Regions from separate parts of the Mus musculus genome. Here regions 1, 2 and 4 are each linked to region 3. The links are chromatin contacts, called in public HiChIP or PLAC-seq and promoter capture Hi-C maps. All regions are on one chromosome and are shown on one strand. The core of a region is the stretch at or near the end of the contact, and the rest is flanking DNA. Distances in the headings are between cores, read along the strand shown. Region 1 has its middle 13 kb from the start of Gm42126. Region 2 has its middle 34 kb from the start of Gm38413. Region 3 holds the start of Rasgef1b (RasGEF domain family, member 1B). Region 4 holds the start of Tmem150cos (transmembrane protein 150C, opposite strand).

Region 1 (3,265 bases), core at 317-2,816, 590 kb before region 3:
CATCTGAAATGTAAATGAAGAAAACATCTAATATATATATATATATATATATATATATATATATATATATATAGAGAGAGAGAGAGAGAGAGAGAGAGAGAACAAGGTAACACTCACCAGTACTTGCCCTGGATTTCCCAGGTAATCAACCTAAGCTAATGCACAGCTGCCATCTTAGGCCTCTTGCATGCCTTCGTCCCACAGTAGAGTGTGTGTGTGTGTGTGTGAGAGAGAGAGGGGGGGAGGGGGAGAGGGGGAGGGGGAGAGGGGAGAGGGAAGAGGGAGAGGAAGAGGGAGAGAGAGAGGGGGGAGGTGGAGGGAGGGAGAGGGAGAGAGCTGGAGAGGGGGAGGGAGAGAGGGAGAGGGAGAGGGAGGGGGAGAGAGGGGGAGAGCTGGAGAGGGGGAGGGAGTGAGGGAGAGGGAGAGGAAGAGGGAGAGAGAGAGGGAGAGAGCTGGAGAGGGGTAGGGGTAGGGGTAGGGGTAGGGAGAGGGGTTGGAAATTATTCACTTTCCATAGCAAAAACAGATGCTGAAAGTGTCTTATAAAGTGCCTATCCAGAAGGAATGTTGGACACAGCATGTGAGTATTGCTTGACAAATGCTGCAGTAAGTTCTTTGTTTGCCGTTTGTTATCTGTGTCAGAGTCTGTGACTTAATCTCTTGTAAAACTCTGTTCAAGGCTTCTGTAAAGTGTCCCATGTCCCTTCACCATCTAATGCTTCCTGTGCTGTTCAATAAATACAGAGCAACATCCTTTGTGAGGGACTCACACAAAGTCTCACAACAAACAGACACAGACACAAGAAAGGATTCACTAGGCAGCCTTCAGGCAGGCACAGATCAGACTTACAGATAAGAGGACAGAAGACTCAGGGGATGTGAAGTAGAGATTGCAGTTCTGGACTCACTTTTGGTTAGATGACTATAACCGAAGTGCTTTGTTTCTTTCCTTGATGTGACACCTACACATCGTTGGTGACTCTGAGGTTGTCACTAATGCTTTCAAACCTAGCACACCAGGATCTGTGCAGGGAATGAGGGACAAGAGAGCCCAGCAGGAAACCTTAAGCAGAGGGGTGGGTTTGGCATTTGGGATTTTGCGGTCATCCCTTAACATTCTCTGTGTGTGCGCATCCTGTGCGTACAGGCACAGCACACACGTGTGGCTGCAAACCGGTGAGAGAAAGGAAGAGAGTATATGGATTTCTCTTGACACTTGACTCTGGCTCACCTTGGGCTATTGACTCTTGAGTGTTTAGGGCTGAGAGTCATTCAGATCTACAAGTAATTGCATCATTCAGGAAAAGGTCCCTGGCTTCAAATAGAATCTTCCATGACCAGCCCATACATCAGTCTAGACACTGCTGATGTTGATAGCACGGCCTGCCAGTGCGTCCCCGGAAATGCCAGAGGAGAGGATCCATTTAGCTTCCCTTTCAGGCAGGCGCCAGCTTCCTTTGCCCATGTCCTTGTGCGCATCCTTTTCTTTATAGGAGGACTAAGCAACAGCATGTGGCAGAGCAGAGGCTTAGGTGAGGCTGCTCTGCTCAGTGCCATATGTCTCCTTGAGGTACACAGCATAAGCTGCCACCCCGTAGCGAGGGACACAATCAGACATCAGCGTCGGAGCATTATGAACGTGTCAGGATGATGAATTTACTAGAACAATGTCACCATTGGCAGCACACGTAATGCGCTGTATCTCAATCAGTCATTTCTCATGGCTGTACATTGTGTAGAATCAAGTCTCCCTCCCCATTTCAGTCTGGGGGATGCTTACAATGGTAGCTGTTAAAGAAGCAGGAGTCTGGGATAATTTTGGATAAACTTATTTGAGTTAACTATCGGCAGAGGGTAAGGGCGGTAGCATATGTATGCAGAATAAGCACAGAGACAGAGAGGCATGGGGGCAGAGGATGGGAGAGGGAAGGCGGCTGGAAGAACTAGAAGAACATTTAGGTCTTGGAGTCTTTCTTACACCATTTAGGAAATGTACGCCAAGATAAGAATTTACCTACACTTCCCCCCTCTCTGCCCCCCAGGGTTAGCCTGCTCAAAGCTGGAATCTGTTTGTTGCCCCTAAAGGGCTAACAGCTTGCAATTTCTCAAGCCTTTCTCTATTGTTTTCTGCTATACCAAGGACCCCCACTTAGCCTGCATCTGTTGGTCACTGTCTGGAACCGAGCACCCGCACAGGGTTGTGTCCCTCCAGAAAAAGCAATCGTCTCTGTTCTGTTTGCTGCTTCACGTAGATGAGAGTGGCCAGCTGTCTTGGCCCAAGGTGGGACCCCATTAAAGGGACTTAAGATGCATGAGTTGAAGATGTATATCTGTGAAATAAACTCTACCCTGTTGAGCGTTTACAAGGAAGACGTATAAGAAAGGGAATCCTTCATTGTGAGGTAGGCATCAGCAGGCTGAGGGATGGTCATGCAAGCATATCAGGTCCCAGTTTCTAGAATCTAGAAATGTTACATTGTGAGTAGAAAGACCACGTGTGGGTGTGATTGGACCAGGAGCTGTGTTGGAGAGCAAACCAGCGCGGCCAGGAGAGTTCTACTACTGTGCCACACTCTGAGCCCGCTGCCTGAGGGTATTGGCACGTGAGATTATCTTGACACACTCAGGACGGCTCTGAACCTACTTACAAGTATCTTGAAAGAGTCAGGGGTTTCTCTTCCGGTCCCAGGTGCTGCGGGAGCAGCGGGTTACCGTGGAGACATGGCCAAGTCCAAGAATCACACCACACACAACCAGTCCCGCAAATGGCACAGAAACAACATCAAGAAACCTTGGTCACAAAGATACGGATCTCTTAAGGGGGTTGACCCCAAGTTCCTGAGGAACATGCGCATTGTCAAGACAAACAACAAGAAAGACCTGAAGAAGATGCAGGCCAGCAATGCAAAGGCAGTGAGTGCGCGCATGCGCAGAGGCCATCAAAGGCCCTGGTGAAGCCTCAGGCCATTGAACCCAAGATGCCAAAGGGCCCCAGCCTCAAATTCAGCCGTCTGGCTTTCATCTCTCACCCCAATCTTGGGAAGCAGATTCGAAGCTACATGGCCAAGGGTCAAAGGCTCTGCCAACCACCGAAGCCTAAGGTTCAAACCAAGGCAGGGGCCAAAGCTAAGGCCCAGGCTTCAGCTCCAGCCCAAGTTCCCAAAGGTGCCCAGGCCCCTGTGAAGGCCCCATAGGAAAGGCTCCTGCCAGCGTGAAGACAGATGGACTGCTGTGACATACCCACCCACACCCTGTTTGCAGATGA
Region 2 (3,332 bases), core at 672-3,171, 530 kb before region 3:
ATTAACACCATCAAGGAAAGGCCTAAGAGGTTCAGCGGGTAAAGGCACTTTCTATTAAGCTTGACAACCTGAGTTTGACTCTTGTGTGCAAGCACACATGCACACACATACACATATACATGCACACACACTCACATGTACCCACATGTGTGCACACACATACAGACTAAATAAGTAAATGTAATTTAATTTTAAAAAGAAAAGGTTTGTGGTTTAGGTGTTATATGCAATCAGCTTCAATGTTTGCACAGAGGCTAAATAATTCCTAAGCTTCAAGGTAAACTTTAACTTTCAGAAAACATCAGATAGCCATTCAAATCTGCTTTTAATTTAAATTTCATCAATATATATATATATATATATATATATATATATTTTTTTTTGCAGAACATCCTCAACTTTTCAACTTAGAAATGCAGTAGAATAATATATTTACCATTCCAGATGAGGAGGCAAGACTTGCCTAAATGTGGTGACGTAGGAGATTCCATCCATTGCCTGCTGACGTCATGGTCTTTCTGTTCTAGGAGCCTATGTGCAAACTGTCTGCATTTGACCAGGGAGTTTCTCTTGCTCTCGTGTCTTACGGTGACTGCTACACAGCACAGACCCTGGTTGTTCTGCGTGTGGGGAGAGATGAACGCCTGCTTTGTTCTCCAGAGGCAGGCCAGGAAAGGTAATCTTAAGGGACTTGGAATCAATGGGGTGAGAATTTTAATCCCAATTCTGCCAGTTAATTTGGGACACTGATCAGGTCCCGCCCAAGCACTGTATCGTTCAGCTTCTTCTTCCCCTTGGGAATAGAATAGCAATGACAAAGACAGGGACTTCAATAACTGTGAAAGCAGATCCGGGGGATTAGAGAAGTGGCCAGGACTGCCAATGTCTAAAGACACTGCAGAAATGGTGGTAATACAGACAGTGGGTGTCAAGGGATGAATCTTTAATGCAAAGGCAGGGAGTGGTTAGGAGAAGCCACAGCCATATTAGCTAGCTCTGAAGTACCAGGAACCAACACTTTCTATAAAACAGACATGTGTTGTCTTGCCAGCTTATTGTTTCAGAGTGTAACAGGGAGGGGCCAAGTTTGTTTCTTGGCATATTTCTGGCCACTTGTAAAGAAAATATCCAACAGCTGCTGTTGCAGGAAGCAGACGGATGGATTGACATTTACAACTTATGCTTTTCTGGTGGAGAAACTGAGGCACCAAGTGGCTGTTTTCCCTAACCTTCTGAGACCATGAAGCATCAACTCTGAGACTACAGTTTACTCTTATCTTGTCTCCAGCCGTGTGTCACTGAACAGAATTGCCAATGGATGAGACTACCAGTATCAGGTGCTTCCTGGAAGGGCCTTGCTTTTGTATCTGGTACAGATGGCCAACTGGTGGGGCTTCCCAGGGCTTTCCTCTCTGAAGCCACCAGCTATGAGTGACAGGTTTTTTTTTTTTTTTTTTTTTTTTTTTTTTTTTGCATCATCTTGTCTAATTAAACCACAAACAGAGAATGCCAGCTATCTGCTTGCATGACACCTCGGAATATTAAGTAGCTTTTATAATTAATTATTTCTGAAAAGCTTGATCCTTCATAATTAAATAAATCTTCGAGAATTAGCAGTAGATTAGCATGGTGAATGGGCTGAAAAACATCACGTACATCAACTTGGCTGTGAGGGACCACCTTTGCAGCCAACAGAGCCCCTATTGATCTCTCCTCAATGATCTGTAGGCTCCAGTATTAACAACACAATGTGTTTCTTCTTTTCTCTATACTCCTGTGCACCCGAGCGGAACCAATTGTTTTTGTACAGGGAAGGATGTAAAAATGCAGATTTGCTTAAATAAGTTACTGCCCAACGAGGCCGTCTGTGTAGTACACGAGAATATGTGGAGAGCAGCTGCCCAGCAGTGCCGTCTGGGACACCGTTCAGTAACTTCTGCGCCTTTCTGTGCTGGCAGCGACACTCAGACCAGATGATGGAGGCCAGCAATATGTGAAAATCAAAGACACGGACAGAGTGCCTTAAATACGACAGATATGTTCTCGAGAGAGCTTGGACGAATTGTCCAGAGCTGCCTCCTCGAGCCCTGGGGAGTTGTCGTGGGTGCCCATCGGAACCTGCATTTTCTGTGGTGTTGTGATCCCAGGGCTGGAGAAGCAGGAGAGCACTGCCTCGGTGTGACTGTGGGCTCGCAGATCCCAGAGCATGTGGTTTGGCATGCTGGGCAGAGGCAGTTTATTATTAGCCCACTTGGGTCCAGGTCGTTTGCCGTTTGAACTGATAGTCCCTGTTTGGCCACATATAACAGTTTGAGGGGAGGGACCCTGGATATCCTTTGTGGGAACAAAGGGAAAGGGCAGGGAGGGGCTTGCTTATGCTTATAGTTCGGAAGTTCCCATTTTGCCTTCCCCTAGTCCCTTAGTCTTTCGTCTTGCCCCATATTTATGTTCTCTGAGTCAGAATTCTTGTTTAAATGGCTCATTAGTATCATCTTCCTTAACCATCAGCTTCGAGAGTAGTGGAACCATACTGTAGGCATTCTCTATTAAGTATTATAGAACTCTAGAACTGGGCAATGCTTTGGGGATCCTGGAACAGCCATGGGTAGTCTGAGATCTTAAAGACTTGGGTAAGATTCTATTTTTCTCTCAGGGCCTTGACTTTTTATAGAGTGCTGACTGGCAAAGTCAGAGGTGAGGGTGGCAGCTGTAGCGACAAGTATCATCGCTGATGATTGTTCTACACAGAATGGTGTGCACGCTGTAGACTGTCTTCTGATGTAGTGGTTAGGAATATTAACAGGTAGTGTATGGTCAAAAATTTGTGAAATAAGATTAAAATTTGCCTTTCCATCACTGTTATTATTTCCCAAAGGTATAATTACTGTTGCTCATATCTTATAAATCCTCTCAAAGGCTTTTAAAAATGCAATGCAATGCAATGCAATGCAATGCAATGCAATGCAATGCAATGCAATAAAATAAAATCAGTGTCCCTCAAACATTTCCCTCATTCACAGCATAGCAACACCACATCACACAGGGTTCTGCACTTCGTGCATGGCCTTTGCTTAATTCCTACAGCCACGTGGTGTGGAATGGCTTCCATCCCCTCATCCTACAATTAGGATGCTGTTCTAGCTGACTAACTTGCTCAGGGCTACGTCGATGGATGGTGGAGCTGGGATCGCCCCGACTGTCTAACCCCATCAGCTAAGATCTTCATCACCAGGCTTACTGCCTGCCTCCAGCTGGCATCGGCCCCTCTGGCTTCCTGCTGGTTTGTACATGTTCTCTGGAGGCTGAATGTCATACTGACTCCCCTCCACAGA
Region 3 (3,564 bases), core at 160-2,659:
AGTGGTATCTGCTTTACATTTTTAGATTCTAAAGTGAACATTTCATCTTTTGCTTAGCAGCAAAGACTTCAGGAAGTAAAAAGGCAGCTGTCTGGGTTGCCTTCTCAGCAGTCTTGAGAGCTCACAGATGTTACAAAGGGCTTTTCTGGTGGCACTACTAAGAAATACTGGTTTAGTTCAGCCCTTTTAGTTTCTTGCTATGTGAGCAGGAAGAGTGTGCTTTGCCCAGTGTCATATGGTCTACTTGTTAATTGACTCAGGATGGAAGTCGGCTCCTTGTGTGGACCCATTCTCCTTCACAGAACAGACACCAGAGATAAACAAAAGGCTCAGGGTTTTTAGAATAAACTGCGGGGCTTAAGGAGAAGCATCTGTAGAATATGCGTAGGATAGTGAAGCAGGAAGTATGAGAGAGACAGGGACCAGCCAAGACCAGCCAAGGAACATGAACGTTAGGTTAAAAGAGGCTCTTTCCATCCCAGAGAGAAGATGCAGGGACCTTAGAGGAGGAACCGTGTTGCTCCATGTTAATAAGGCCAATTACAGTCTATGGGATGGTCCTACAGTGTTTATGTATGAACGGAAGCTTACAAAGCCTGCTTTTCATACTCAGGGTCACAGCTGCAAAGTCTCCAAATCTTGTGCATTTCCCCCCATGGGTAAGGTATCTTTATTTCAACTTCTTCCCTTACCTTTCTATCACGCGTAGGAGAGTATTGAGTTCTTACCTCTATATTTATTTTTTTCTTTTCTAAAATAGTTATCAGGTATTCAATGGCTGATTCAATTAAGTAGCTGTCTACAATGATAAAAACAACCTTCACCGAGGACCAGCCTTACACACTAGAGTATCTTCCTTTCCTTTGCGAAAGTTCTAACACCTGTAATTTTACATGTGGATTGAATAGCAGTTTATTTAGCGTTTGCCCTCCAGGAGCCAGTAAGCTTCTGGGACCAGCCGGTTGCGGCCACCAGTGTGCCCCCAGCGTTTATTACAATACCCAACACTCAGCAAGTGCTTCGTGGTTCCTCTCAGATCTCCTCCGAAAGTTACACGGACAGTAACCTTCAGCTCATAATTATGATAATAGATACTGTACAACGAGTCGAGCCGGTATTTACAGGTAGAGCACACAAGGCAAATGAATACACACTCGGCGACACATGAGTGCACAAACAGCCGCGGGCAGCGACACGAAGGAGGAAACGCGCGCCGGAGTGGGCCCTGCCCAGGCTGCGGAGACCCGCTGCGCCAGCAAGCCAGCCTCTGCAGCGTGGGTGGGTACGGCCGCAGCGTCACGGGAGTCCCTACCCGCGGAACCCTGGCAAGTCCCCGAGCGCCCGCTGCAGGGCGGCGTGGGCGGAGAGCTGCGCCACGATTGGCCAGCGCAGGATGGGCGTGGCCTGCGGCGGGCGGGGGCGTGGCCTGCGGCAGGAGGCGGGCATTTCCCCAGCAAGGGGGTGTGCGCGGCTCGGGCTGGAGTTTCAGTATAAACAAGGACCCCGACTGGATCGGCGGGTTTTCCCTTTCTTCTGGCGTTCGACCCTTCCCGGTCCTGAGCTCGCCTTTTGGGGCGCCTCGGTACGGCAGCCAGGAGGCAGAGGCTCCGAGCTGTGTGCGGGTAGGTGCTCCAGGGGACCCCGCGGCGGGATGGCGGGAGCGGGCTGCGCCGGCGCTGCTCCGGAACGGCGCCGGCTGTCCAGTGCGCCCCGGCGTGGCGGGAGATCCTCGGCTGGCGAGCATTGGCAGAGCCACAGAACTAGGAGTTCTCGCGCCTGCTGCTTCCGTGCCCCGGGCTGCCGCGCTCCCAACAGGTGCGGGGCTGAGCACTGACGACCCGGGGACCCGGGGATCTGGGGACGCTGTGCTGCGCCTCGCCCCGGCCAGGCCTTCTGTTTGGAGATCTTAGATATTGAGGGTTTGTCTGAGTTGGAGTCTCGTTCATCCTTTTTGCTTTCCCTCTCAGCTTCTTGTGCATACCTAGGGTTGTTTCCATGTACTTTTTGGCTAGTTTCCTAGGGTGCTTGAGAGTGTTCAGGCTGTTGTTTATTTTTTGCTGCAGTTTCCTTATAATTTAAGGTCTGACTCCCAGGAACAGTCAGGGAAACAGGACTTGTGTGTTCCCCAGGCTCGTATGCAAACTTGAACAAGTAGCCTGTTTTTTGTTTTGCTTTGTGACCCAGGTGAGTTGCCTTCGGACACTAGCCTGGGTGATAATAACGTGGCCCGGGGTACCTGGTAGCCTCGTGGGCTGAGTGCGTGAGGGAGGCTCCTCTTTATTGGAGAGCCCCGGGAATAACTTCAGCAGCACTGTACTAGAGAAAAGGGCAAACGCGGAAACGGAGGTGTTCTCTCTCGCTCTCTCGCTCTATCGCTCTGTCTCTGTCTCTCTGTCTCTCTCTCTGAGTGTGCGTGTGATTTGACTATTCCTTGCCACCTTACCCCATCCAAATTGGTTCAGTTCAGGCGAAGCACTGTGGCTAAGGCACTGACAGTGCGGCGAGGTGTTCTCTCGCACAGCGTGGTAAAGGGCGCTAGGAGAGCATCTGGGCTGCAGTTTTCTCTTGTGAATGTAAATGTGCCCGTTTGCAGATGGATTCGGGGCGTATGGTGTATATGGATAAATATGCACGCATACTTGTGTATGTATGTTTGGGTGAACGCGTCTCCAAGGAGTCCTTCGTCAGCAGCGCCATGTGACAATGGCCTGGAACTGCTGGTGTGCGTAGAGCTATATTTAGCCCTGACAGTGTCTCACTGGGAGGACGGGTCTTGAGCTGGGAGGATAAAGCGGGGAAGAATCCAGGAATAAGGTTATCGAGCTCTTGACTGATGTCTGGCGCAGTCAGACTCAGATGGTGAATAATGACTCCTCATGAGTGCAGTAGCTGGAGCGTGGCATGTGATGACTGCTTTAATTGGACATAGTTGTGACCAGGGTGGTCAGCCAATGCGAAGAGGATTAAACAAGGAGATTTAAAAAGAGAAGATAGTGTGTAGCTGATTTGAAGATTTAGGAGGAGAGAACCGGTCATGTGAGGTTCAAAGTGCACGAAGAATTGATTTCTTAAAGGGAATAATAATAGTAAAAAATGTTTGGCTGTTGAGGATGCAGAGAAAATAAATGACAGCCAGTTAAACAGTGTTATGCACTAAGGACAGTTTTGTTTGGGGCAGGGAGCAATGTTTGAGTTACTGAGGACCCAGGGCATTTTTTGACAGAAGTCAGGGCTCAGCAACAGCCCTGGCTGCTTTTCCCTTTCAGGCAGATTTGCTGGCACGTGAGATAACATCAGCCTCTGGTGAGCAAGTCGCTCTCCTGTGTCAGGCAAGCCTTTGTTTTCCTGGAGGTGCCAGCCCTTCTGGCTACTAAGGATCCTGGCCTAGGACTTCCTTATTTCAGCTTTTCAGCTTTCCTGTCATGCTGCCCGAGGTGTCTGTGCTACCACACTTTGGACCTGGCCTTGTGGGAAGGTCCTCAGCGGGATGCATCTGCATTGCCATTCTCTAGCGTCAGCATCTAATCTAGTGTACCCTGAAGTATAGATAGCTGAATATCGCTG
Region 4 (3,038 bases), core at 242-2,741, 830 kb before region 3:
AGGTTGGAAGGGTTTGAGGCGAGCACGAGGGGAACTTGAGTGGAAACCTAGGAGCATCTGGCTGCATGCACCCCGCACTAAAGCTGGCCGTGGCCTGAGAGGCGTGGGCAGAGCTTTCCCATCAGTCTGACATCATCACTGTTCAGCGGTCGGCTTTGTGGATCCAGAGAGAGAAGCATGCTACAGAGAGTGAGCGGGAAAGAAGCCGGCCACCAGCATTTGGACTTGAGTCACTCTGCCTGAGGAAGATCTCCAAACGTGAATGCTACCGGGGACAGTCAGCCGCGAATGGCACGAGGTACGGCTGAGAGGGCGTGGCTTGGTTTTTCCTTCCACAGTGCATCACCCACAGTTCCAGTTTGCATTTTCTTTTTGAAGTGCCACTCTCACGGGTCTATGTAGGCCTCGTGGGCAAAGGTGTGGACCAAAGGCAAGAACCTTGTTTTGGCTTCAAGTATGAAAGGGGTATACGTGCAAGCTTAATTTATATCTGAAGAAATAATAAGAAAAAAAGATTCTCGAAGAATCGCAAAAGAAATCTACATGGAGGTGAAAGGTATGAGGGCTCTGAGGAAAGACAGGAGGTTAGCCCTCTTGCTGCTAGTCCAACCCAGGGGAGATTTTAACATCCGTGTGTTGCTCAAATTTTATAGTTTGAGGACTGGGGACTTTAAATTAAATTTGGAAGTTATAGAAGCAAATTAAAAACATCGCCCTCCCGCAAATCACATTGGCACAAATGGAGCTGCAATACTGCTAAGCTGTTCGGAGATGAGCCCAGAGGTGCAGGAGTTCAAGGCCATCCTAGATCCCTGTGCCAACAACAGAGTGCCAAGTGCACAAGCACCCCCTCCCCCAACCAAGTGCACAAGCACCCCCTCCCCAACCAAGTCACAAGCACCCCCTCCCCAACCAAGTCACAAGCACCCCCTCCCACATTGTTTCAAAAAACTCTCCAAACTCCTAGGGGGCTCAGACAGCCCGGAATGTAATGTGGAAAACGTTGTTTTGTAAATTCACCCTGAAGTATAGCTTCCCAAGGAAGGGTTCAAATGCTAAATCTCCGCCCCCCAGCATAGCGCCGAGCACGAGCACACAGTAAATGTCCAAATGAACAGATTTGCTGCTCGTTTCTGAGTGGAGGTGAGGAGCATCAAAGAGATTCAGAGACAAACGACAGAGTGGAAGACAGAGTGAAGAAGGAGGGGGAGGACTCATCACTACAGGGCAGGGCAGGGCAGGGAGTGAAAAGCCCCCAGTGGTGTGAGAAAGCCTCGAGTAGAGTATTCTCTTATTAAAAAAGGCGTCTTACCGTAAATACTCCAGGGGGATGTCTGTTAGTTTTGAAACTGCTATGAGGTTTCTCTTCTTTCCTCCTTTTCACTTTTCTATTTTAAAGATTTTTATCAAAGAACAAACGGTTTTATTTTACTCTCCACACTCCAAGTAAAGAGCTTTCGGTGACACACTTCTCTGCGTTCTTAAGAGTGTGCAGCAGCAGCAGCGGCAGCAGCAGCATCCAGCCAATACTGACATTACTCACTGGGACCTGGCCACTGAATAAAGGGGTTTTATGCTAAATCCTGACTTCCTTGTTTCTTACACTAACAGTTCTTCGTGGGTGTGCACGTACACGTCCGTGCTTGCTGTGGATAGCTTGCAGAACACGTTCTTTAATGCTCATTCTATTGTGACGGATACAGTTCAGGATCAGTCAAATGGAAGAGGTGCATGGGTGAAGAAGGCAGGCCTGGGGCTGGCTCCCTTGCCCTCAGTGCACCCCAGGCTCTCCATCCCAGCTGCCCCCCAACCTCCCGGAAGTAGGTAGGCTGGAGGTCTAAGCACCTGGTGAGCAGCCTCATCCTAAAGTTACCTCAGTAGCATGAAGTCTGGTACAAACAGAAGATGTTCATTATGAATAAAACACTGCTGTTCTGTCCTATGGGTGTTAGGAATTCCATGGCAGGAATGGAATCGAAAGCCAAACATCTTGTCTGAGAAAATATTTTTTGTACAATAAAGTTTTAGCATATTCTTTCTCTCCTCCCTGATCTTCCCCACCCCCACGTCCAATTTCTCTCTTCATAAGAAGCTAAAATCAAAGCAAACTAAAAAGAAAACCAGTAAGGCAAAACGCAGTGTCTTAGTCAGGGTTTCTTTTTTTTTTTTTTTTTTTAAAGATTTATTTATTATATGTAAGTACACTGTAGCTGTCTTCAGACACTCCAGAAGAGGGCGTCAGATCTTGTTACAGATGGCTGTGAGCCACCATGTGGTTGCTGGGATTTGAACTCTGGACCTTCGGAAGAACAGTCGGGTGCTCTTACCCACTGAGCCATCTTACCAGCCCCTTAGTCAGGGTTTCTATTCCTGCACAAACATCATGACCGAGAAGCAAGTTGGGGAGGAAAGGGTTTATTCAGCTTACACTTCCATGCTGCTGTTCATCATCAAAGGAAGTCAGGACTGGAACTCAAGCAGGTCAGGAAGCAGGAGCTGATGCAGAGGCCATGGAGGGATGTTACTTACTGGCTTGCTTCTTCTGGCTTGCTCGGCTTGCTTTCTTATAGAACCCAAGACTACCAGCCCAGGGATGGCACCACCCACAAGGGACCCTCCCACCTTGATCACTAATTGAGAAAATGCTTTACAGCTGGATCTCATGGAGGCATTTCCCCACCTGAAGTTCCTTTCTCTGTGATAACTCCAGCCTGTGTCAAGTTGACACAAAACCAGCCAGTATGCAGAGATCTCACAAAAGGACGTGGGGTGTTTGTGTGTACGTGTGTTAGCACATGGAATCTGCCCAGTTGTGTTGTTGACATACCCAATGACACTCCATTTGAGGAAGCTGTGTGTCCCAGAAAATACCAGTTATGGGTATCTTCCTGGTTAGGAGTAGGAAGGACTTTTTGTCTGCTCTCCTTCCTCAGGGCTGGGATGTTGTCTGGTTTGAACCTACACAGGCCTTGTGTCACTGTCACCGGCTCTGAGTTCACATGTGTGTTCTAGACATCAGTTCTATGGTGTCTAGAAAC

Evidence for each region. Promoter capture Hi-C pulls out the DNA fragments that hold promoters and counts their contacts. HiChIP or PLAC-seq counts read pairs in DNA pulled down with a chosen protein or histone mark.
Region 1: a contact with region 3 is called in an H3K4me3 HiChIP or PLAC-seq map of embryonic forebrain, with 10 times the contacts expected there. The contact joins the enhancer-like site here to the promoter of Rasgef1b in region 3. A contact is called at or near these places in 4 of 39 promoter capture datasets (the 3T3-L1 cell line, cranial neural crest, embryonic stem cells and 1 more), 10 of 115 datasets of contacts at active chromatin or transcription factors (craniofacial prominence, embryonic basal ganglia, embryonic forebrain and 7 more) and 1 of 9 other capture datasets (adipose tissue).
Region 2: an H3K4me3 HiChIP or PLAC-seq map of embryonic forebrain shows a contact between it and region 3, with 8 times the contacts expected there. The contact joins the enhancer-like site here to the promoter of Rasgef1b in region 3. A contact is called at or near these places in 8 of 39 promoter capture datasets (cranial neural crest, embryonic stem cells, frontonasal cranial neural crest and 3 more) and 9 of 115 datasets of contacts at active chromatin or transcription factors (embryonic basal ganglia, embryonic forebrain, embryonic hindbrain and 6 more).
Region 4: a promoter capture Hi-C map of the SN4741 cell line shows a contact between it and region 3, with 5 times the contacts expected there. The contact joins the promoter of Tmem150cos here to the promoter of Rasgef1b in region 3. A contact is called at or near these places in 7 of 39 promoter capture datasets (the 3T3-L1 cell line, the SN4741 cell line, cranial neural crest and 4 more), 1 of 15 datasets of contacts at CTCF or cohesin (large pre-B cells), 2 of 484 Hi-C or Micro-C datasets (brown adipocytes and embryonic fibroblasts), 3 of 115 datasets of contacts at active chromatin or transcription factors (astrocytes, embryonic forebrain and embryonic limb bud) and 1 of 9 other capture datasets (adipose tissue).

Annotation. Positions count from the first base shown.
Region 1 is chr5:99,839,447-99,842,711 of GRCm38.p6, reverse strand. No RefSeq gene overlaps it. Among named protein-coding and RNA genes, the nearest start is that of Gm42126, 13 kb to the left of the region's middle. Within about 2 kb of position 1,566, at least 6 of the 459 cell types and tissues checked have an H3K27ac peak or open chromatin away from gene starts, as enhancers often do.
Region 2 is chr5:99,785,915-99,789,246 of GRCm38.p6, reverse strand. No RefSeq gene overlaps it. Among named protein-coding and RNA genes, the nearest start is that of Gm38413, 34 kb to the right of the region's middle. Within about 2 kb of position 1,921, at least 17 of the 459 cell types and tissues checked have an H3K27ac peak or open chromatin away from gene starts, as enhancers often do. A contact at or near this core is called in embryonic forebrain and neural tube, where this site is marked.
Region 3 is chr5:99,250,772-99,254,335 of GRCm38.p6, reverse strand. Rasgef1b (RasGEF domain family, member 1B) reads left to right here and starts at 1,409. Exons shown (of 14, transcript NM_181318.4): 1 at 1,409-1,622.
Region 4 is chr5:100,076,415-100,079,452 of GRCm38.p6, reverse strand. It overlaps Tmem150cos (transmembrane protein 150C, opposite strand), which reads right to left and starts at 1,491. Exons shown (of 5, transcript NR_045993.1): 1 at 1,313-1,491. It overlaps Tmem150c (transmembrane protein 150C), which reads left to right. Exons shown (of 8, transcript NM_001382851.1): 8 at 1-1,581.